Regions from separate parts of the Pan troglodytes genome. Here region 1 is linked to region 2. A link is a contact called in public HiChIP or PLAC-seq data. All regions are on one chromosome and are shown on one strand. The core of a region is the stretch at or near the end of the contact, and the rest is flanking DNA. Distances in the headings are between cores, read along the strand shown.

The links. HiChIP or PLAC-seq counts read pairs in DNA pulled down with a chosen protein or histone mark.
Region 1: a contact with region 2 is called in an H3K4me3 HiChIP or PLAC-seq map of stem cell-derived excitatory neurons, with 7 times the contacts expected there. The contact joins the promoter of IFNLR1 here to the promoter of SRRM1 in region 2. A contact is called at or near these places in 2 of 7 Hi-C or Micro-C datasets (blood and stem cell-derived neural progenitor cells), 1 of 1 datasets of contacts at active chromatin or transcription factors (stem cell-derived excitatory neurons) and 1 of 1 other capture datasets (stem cell-derived neural stem cells).

What each region holds. Positions count from the first base shown.
Region 1 is chr1:206,823,599-206,827,390 of NHGRI_mPanTro3-v2.0_pri, forward strand. It overlaps IFNLR1 (interferon lambda receptor 1), which reads left to right and starts at 1,832. Exons shown (of 8, transcript XM_016956381.4): 1 at 1,832-1,953.
Region 2 is chr1:206,368,932-206,372,540 of NHGRI_mPanTro3-v2.0_pri, forward strand. SRRM1 (serine and arginine repetitive matrix 1) reads right to left here and starts at 1,940. Exons shown (of 18, transcript XM_063784629.1): 1 at 851-1,940. The coding sequence starts at 871.

The DNA of each region.
Region 1 (3,792 bases), core at 582-3,081, 450 kb after region 2:
AAGCAAGGATGTAACCTCTCCGAGTTTCATCTGTTAAAAGGGGATATTAATAATATCCACCTCATAGGGTTGTTGTGAAGATTAAATACTGTATGTAAACTGCAGTGCCATTATATAACAAAGACTCAATAAAGAGTCGTGCAGTCGGCTGTTTGGGATAAAGAGATATCAATAGAGATATATTCATTTTATTCCAGAATGGATGGATTGTATTTGAGATACCTGAAAAAAATTGAAGCAGTGTATTTAGGACCTAAGTAGAAGCAAGGTCGTGGTAACTGGCTGAGATTTTCTGACCGGCATCTATAGATGACATTTTTTTTAAGGTTTTGAAAGATCCAACTTGGCCAAGCTCATAGTCACAAAATGTCTCTTGAAGGATCAAGGCATCTGAACACACAATTTCCTAACTCGAAACTATGCGTGGGCGGGGAGGTGGGGGAAGAGGAACAAGAGAACAAACATGTGAGAAACAAATTGTCAAAAAAGAGCAAGTGCGGGTTTCAGATGCATAGCACAGGAGCCCATGGGTGGAGCAGGTGGCAAATGAAGATATTTCTGTCCCTGCTGTTGAACCGCTCCAAGCGCAGTGGGATTCCGGGTCTGAAAGAGTTGCAGTTGCTGGGTGGAAATGAAAGTCAACATTTCAGGGCCGGGTGCATGGCTCATGCCTATAATCCCAGCACTTTGGAAGGCCGAGGTGGGCAGATCACTTGAGGCCAGGAGTTCGAGATTAGCCTGGCCAACATGGCGAAACCCCGTCTTTACTAAAAATACACGAATTAGCTGGGCATGGTGGCTTACGCCTGTAGTCCCAGCTACTTGGCAGGCTGAGGCATAAGAATCGCTTGAACCAGTAGGTAGAGGTTGCAGTGAGCCATGATCACGCTACTGCACTCCAGCCTGGGTGAGAGTGAGACTCTGTCAAAAAAAAAGAAAGCAAGAAAATAAGAAAGCAAGAAAGAAGGAAAGAGAGAGAAAAAAGAAGGAAGGAAGGAAGGAAGAAAGGAAAGAAAGAAAGAAAGAGAGAAAGGAAGGAAGGAAGGAGAAAAGAAAGTCAGCAGTCAACATTTCAGAGATCCCAAGATACCAACACTGACCGTGCCTGCTGCTCTTCCATCCTCCTCCACCCTGCGCCTTTGAGGTGGAATTGCGTCCTCTGTGAGCAGGGCTTTGTTAAGAGATCCTAATTAAGGCCAGGCACAGTGGCTCATGCCTGTAATCCCAGCACTTTGGGAGGCTGAGGTCACCTGAGGTCAGGAGTTCAAGACCAGCCTGCCCAACATGGTGAAACCCCATCTCTACAAAAATTAGCTGAGCATGATGGCAGGTGCCTGTAATCCCAGCTACTTGGGAGGCTGAAGTGAGAAAATAGCTTGAACCCAGGAGGCGGGGTTGCAGTGAGCCAAGATCACACTATTGCATTCCAGCCTGGGCGACAGAGCTTTCGTCTAAAAAAAAAAAAAAGAAAAAAAATCCTGATTAAGCAGAAGCCTTGATGCTAGTCCCAGAAGCATCCTGAAATTTCCAAAAGAAATTTCCCCCGCGGTTAAACTCAGAGCAACTTTTGGACCCACCAAGCTCTGTGAAAATCATTTTCTCTTCCAAAAACTGATGGGACCAAAGCTGATCCCAGTTTCAAATAATTATCAAAAAATTGGAAACGAAATATGATCAGAAAAGAAGAAAGTTGAAAAAGAAAATCCTCATCACCCAAAGACAACAACCATTAATATTTTGGTAATTATTATTCCAAATATCTTTCTATGCATACAGACAGACTCACACACACACACACACACACACACACACAATTTTTTTTTTTTTTGAAACTGGGTTTCACTCTGTCGCCCAGGCTGGAGTGCAGTGGCGCGATCTCGGCTCACTGCAACCTCCGCCTCCTGGGTTCAAGCGATTCTCCTGCCTCAGCCTCCCTGATAGCTGGGATTACAGGTGAGTGCCACCACGCCCGGCTGATTTTCTGTATTTTTAGTAGAGACGGGGTTTCACCATGTTGGCCAGGCTTGTCTCCAACTCCTGACCTCAGGCGATCCACCCGCCTCACCCTCCCAAAGTGCTGGGATTACAGGCGTGAGCCACCGCGCCCGGCTACACACACACTTTTTTAATGGGCCTATGTTTTAGCACTCGCTTTTCTGTTTCTCAGTGTGTTGCAAACACCTCGGTGTCGATACACACCATTCGGCAACGTCCTCCTAAAGGGCCGCATAATATTGCGCGTCGAGGCGTGTGCCTTACTGGGAAGCTACTACTGTCCAGGTGAACACCACAGCCTTCGGGGTCAGAAAGACAGCTTTCCCCAGAACAAGCACCTGAAGCTCTGGGGCCTGCCGCTCCCCGGGAGAGAAGTACGTGGAGAAGGGCAGCACGGATCCGCCGGGATCCCCGGGGGCATTAAAGGGAATCGCGTGTGTAAGGCGCTGAGCTCAGCATCCGGCTCAGAAACGCGCTCGGATCCCGCCAATGGCATTGAGGCCGCGTAGCCAAACCGGCCTTGAACTCTCCCTAATCCTGCCAAAATGGCCCGTCCTGGAGCACTGGACTGGCCGTGGGTTATTGATCATCAGCCGGTTTCTTCCCCTCCCCTGCCCTTCCCCCGTGCACGGATTTACTGATTTTTTTTTTTTCCGGGAATTGAGTAAAACAAAACTAAGTGCAGATGAAGCAGAGGTACGGGCGAGTTTCGAGCGCGGGGGCCGGCGCGCTCCCCCCCCCCCCCCCCGGGGCGGGGCTGTCCCCAGGGACCTTCTCAGTGAATCCTGGGCGGCAGGGACGGGACCGCGGCTCTGCGGGCCATTGGCTGCCGACTGCGTCACCTGCCCGCGGTGGGCTAGGAGACGGGAGGCGGGAGGCGGGAGGCGGGGACCTGGGCCCGGGCGGGGACGCCGCGGCGGGAAGGCCATGGCGGGGCCCGAGCGCTGGGGCCCCCTGCTCCTGTGCCTGCTGCAGGCCGCTCCAGGTAAGTGCGCGGGGCCACGGGAGGGAGGGGGAAGAGGGCTCCCCGGGCCGGGCCGCGCCCACCCTCGGACCCGGAGCTCCTGGGACAGGCACGGGGTCCGCAGCCACCCGAGCCGGGTGCGAATCGGCCCTGCCTACGCGCCCCCAGTTTGTTTCTTCCCAGGACTGAACAGAACCGGGTCTTTGATATTCCTCTCCCGCAGGAAACGAATCCAGTTTCCTAATGCTTCCAGCTTCAGGAGAACTGGAGAAAAAAGACAGCGGCAGTTTGATACTGCATATTTTTTAATAAAGTGCTTTTTAATGTTTCCTAAAGAAAGCACTGATCCCTGCGTGAAAACCACACTTGACCCTAAAGTGTGGACAGTAGGGAAAGTGGGACCGATTGATGTCCCTTCCCGTTCCTGCCAGGCCTCCGGTGGGACGGAGCTCTGGTCGCCTGTGCCCTGCTTTCTAACAAGACGCCTTTCTTTTGGTGGTGGTGGTGGTGGTGGTGGTGGTTGTTGTTGTTGTTGTTGTTGTTGTTGTTGTTTTCCCACCTCTACTGATAAGTAAGGTGTCAGGTACAAAATTCCTCGCCGTAGGACCCAACCACCAAACCTCACCGCCCACGACTCCAACCAAAGCAGGGAAGAGAAGGTCCAGAAATTGCCCCCAGGATATTTTCCTAGTCTTGGACTCACAGTTTAAAGAGCTGTAAAGGTCCCTGGGCATAATCCAATCATCATAAAAGCCTATATTTATTCAGCAACTTCTTTGTGCCAGGCACCGCATTATTCTGGAAGCCTCACGACCCAGCCATCCTAGGAGGTA
Region 2 (3,609 bases), core at 690-3,189:
CTACGACGGAGTAACTTCCCTGCCTGCAGGCGATGGGCAGACGACGCTGGCAGAGCCTAGGTAAGAGTCACCTTTCACCAGCGGACTCCAAGAGTAAAACACGATGGTGGCGGGTGGTGAGGGATGTGGAGGGCGGGAAGGAATTGAATCACTCCACAACCTGCCTCCATACCCGCGCATAGTTTTCGTTGCACCCTCTACCCTCACAGAACCTTAAATTCACATTGTCCCAACAAGTTATCTACGTCCCCCTCCCTGAAGGGATATCAAATTGGGCGGGAGCTCCCGCGAACCCTGACCTGGCGCCTCCACGAAGGCTTAGGACCTGGAGGGAGGACGTTGGGGGGCGGGGAGGGCGCTTTTTCAAAAAAAGCCGCTGAATGCTTCTTCCTGTCCTCCCTCCCCTAAGGTGCTCTCCCAAGATGTACCCCCAAACCATATTCTCCCTGCCCTGCCGCCACCAGTGACCTTAGGGCTTTCCTTTGGCCTCCCACTCGGGACTTCCTCCTCCGGCTCCGCTAGGCCCCAGGACCCGGCGGCACGCACGGCGCTCGGCCTGCAGGCCCCGCCAGGCAGGCGGGCAGCGAGGTACCATCCCGGCCCATTCCCGCCGCCATTTTCCGGCCACCGTCGCCGCCGCGTAGGGGGGACCATTCCGGAGGAGGAGACTGCGCAGGGGCGCACCGGTCTCCGCCGCAGCGCGCGGGGGGGGGGGTGCGCCGGCTCTAGGAGGAATCCTTAGGATCTCCGAAGCTCCCCTCGCTGGCCACCCTGTGCCAAGCTAAGGTCTCCTACCAGGCCTTACCGAGAAGTCCCTGGCCTCACCCCGGCGCCCGGCGCTTCTACTTACGCGGAAAAATCCCGCGTCCATCTTGCCGCCTCGCTCGGAGATCGCTCCCTATCCCAGGGTACACCGCGCCGCCGCGACGGAGGGCGGGACCGGCGGAGGGAAAGCCGAGCGCCGGGACGCAGCGCGCGTCGTTGCGCCCGCCCCCTCCGGCCGACACGAGGCCGCGCCTGCTCAGTGCGCCGAGAGCCCGCCACGCGTGCGCACGAGCGCCAGCGGGGGCGGGCTTCTGTCAGGCCCTGAACTCCCCGGTAGGTAGTGGAGGAGGCGAAGCTGACGACCGCAGCCAATGGGAGCAAAAGGGAAGGCCGTCGAGTCGCCCCGCCCTGCAAGTCCTTTTGTGGCGCGTGACCATCCTTGTTCGCGCAATGTGACGTGACCCATCCTTCGACCCGTAGTGGAAGAGGCTTGGCGTCCTGGAGTTCCATGAAGCGTTTGAAGAGAAAGGCTGTTACCTCAGAGTGACGCGGGCGAGGCGGCCTGTGCGCCGACGAGAGGCCTGCGGCTTCCCTCTCGTTGTGAAAGTTGTGATTGTGTAGGTTTTACGCGTTTACCAGACGAGAGAGGATTGGCTGTAAAGCGGTCGAGCCTGGCAGCAGACACGAAATCTGCCTTGTAGCCCAGCTTGCTCAGCCTTTGGAGGAAGCTGGAAGTGTCCAGTAGATGAGTTTCGGTTTCGGCGGCCCCGTAATCACGCCGCTGGGCAGGACGCCCGCCAGAGAGCCAGGGTCCTCGGGCTCTGCCTCGGGCTCTCCCCAGCCCGGGTCTCGGACTCCGAGAAGCACCAGCTTCCTCCCAGCGCCTCGCCTGGCCGCCCTGGTGCCTCTGCTCTGGCTGCGAGGGCCTTGGGTTGGATGCGCACTGCTAGATTTTCTTATTGTTTTGAAAATTATTGGCCGGGCGCGGTGGCTCACGCCTGTATCCCAGCACTTTGGGAGGCTGAGGCGGGCGGATCACGAGGTCAGGAGATCGAGACCATCCTGGCTAACACGGTGAAACCCCGTCTCTACTAAAAATACAAAAAATTAGCTGGGCGTGGTGGCGGGCGTCTGTAGTCCCAGCTACTCTGGAGGCTGAGGCAGGAGAATGGCGTGAACCCGGGAGGCGGAGCTTGCAGTGAGCCGAGATCACGCCACTGCACTCCAGCCTGGGCGACAGAGCGAGACTGTCTCAAAAAAATAAAAGTTATTTTTATCTAATAAAGCAGAGATGGGGGTCTCGCTCTGTTGCTGGTCTCGAACTCCTGGCCTCCCAAAGTGCAGGGACTTCAGGCCTGAGTCACCGCGCCCGGCCCCACTCTGCCAGCTTTTTCGCAAGCGCTTCTCGCCCTTCTCGCTTCCCTTTCTCGGAGGGAAAGCCGGCGTCCCTTTCTCAGAAAGGCCTCCTCCGGCCATCTTTTGCATCGTTCCCGCCCCCACACACACTCTCGCCTCCCTTTTCTCTTTTTTTCCATGGCACTTAGCCCACCTGAAAGTATGTATGTGTTTGCTCTCGTGGCTGGAGACACTAGCTGTGTGCTGGCGACATCCCTGCATCTCCAGCTCAGACTTCTCTCCTGACCGTCCCACGTGCCCCAAGTTGAAATCCTGATTCCTTCGCCCTCCATCCACCAAAACCACAAACCACCTGCCCTTCCCAGGGTCTTCCCTGGCTCCCGCTGACCGCAGTGGCTTTCCTTTGGTGTAGGACGCAAGCGTGTGTTACTCTTGACTCCTTTCCTTTACCTCGGCTTTCAAACCATCAAGAAACCCTCCCTGCTGTCAGACGTGGTTCAGGGCACCATCGTCTCTTCCCTGAACTGCGCTAACCCCCTAACTGGTCTTCCTGCTTCTACCCTGGCCACTCAGCATCTACTCTAAGTGTAGCCGGCAGGGTAGTTCTGTTAGAAAACCTTAATCAGACACTTTTCTCAAAACCTTACAGCAGCCTCTCATTTTTGTTAGAACAAAAGCCAAAATCCTACCTGATGCACGCTATTTCGTCTTTGATGTAATCTAGAATGCTCCCAGATATCTTTTTTTTTTTTTTTTTTTTTTTTGAGACCGAGTCTCGCTCTGTCGCCCAGGCTGAAGTGCAGTGGCGCGATCTCGGCTCACTACAACCTCTGCCTCCCGGGTTCAAGCGATTCTCCTGCTTCGGCCTCCCTGGCAGCTGGGACTACAGGTGCGCACCACCACGCGTGGCTAATTATTGTATTTTTAGTAGAGATGGGGTTTTGCCATGTTGGCCAGTCTGGTCTCGAACTCCCAACCTTCACTGATCCTCCCGCCTCGGCCTCCCAAACTGCTGGGATTACAGGCATGAGCCACCACGCTGACCTACTCCTGGATATCTACTGGGCAAACTTAAAGTCCCCACTGCCCCCCCGCAGATGGGGTCTTGCTCTGTCTGCCCAGGCTGGAGTGCAGTGGCAGGATCTCGGCTCACTGCAACCTCCACCTCTCAGTTTCAAGGAATTCTCCTGCCTCAGCCTCCCGAGTTGGGAGCTGGGATTACAGACGCTCGCCGCCAAGTCCGGCTACTTTTTTTATCTTTAGTGGAGATGGGGTTTCACCATGTTAGCCAGGCTGGTCTGGAACTCCTGACCTCGTGATCCACCTGCCTTGGCCTCCTAAAGTGCTGGGATTATAGGCGTGAGCCACCGTGCCCGGCCTGGGCAAAGTTTTTACTTTAAAGTTTTTACTCGATGGTCACTCACTGAAGCCTAACCTGACTGCCTTGTTGGAAGTTGCTCGGATATCCTCTCTACATCCTGATGCCCG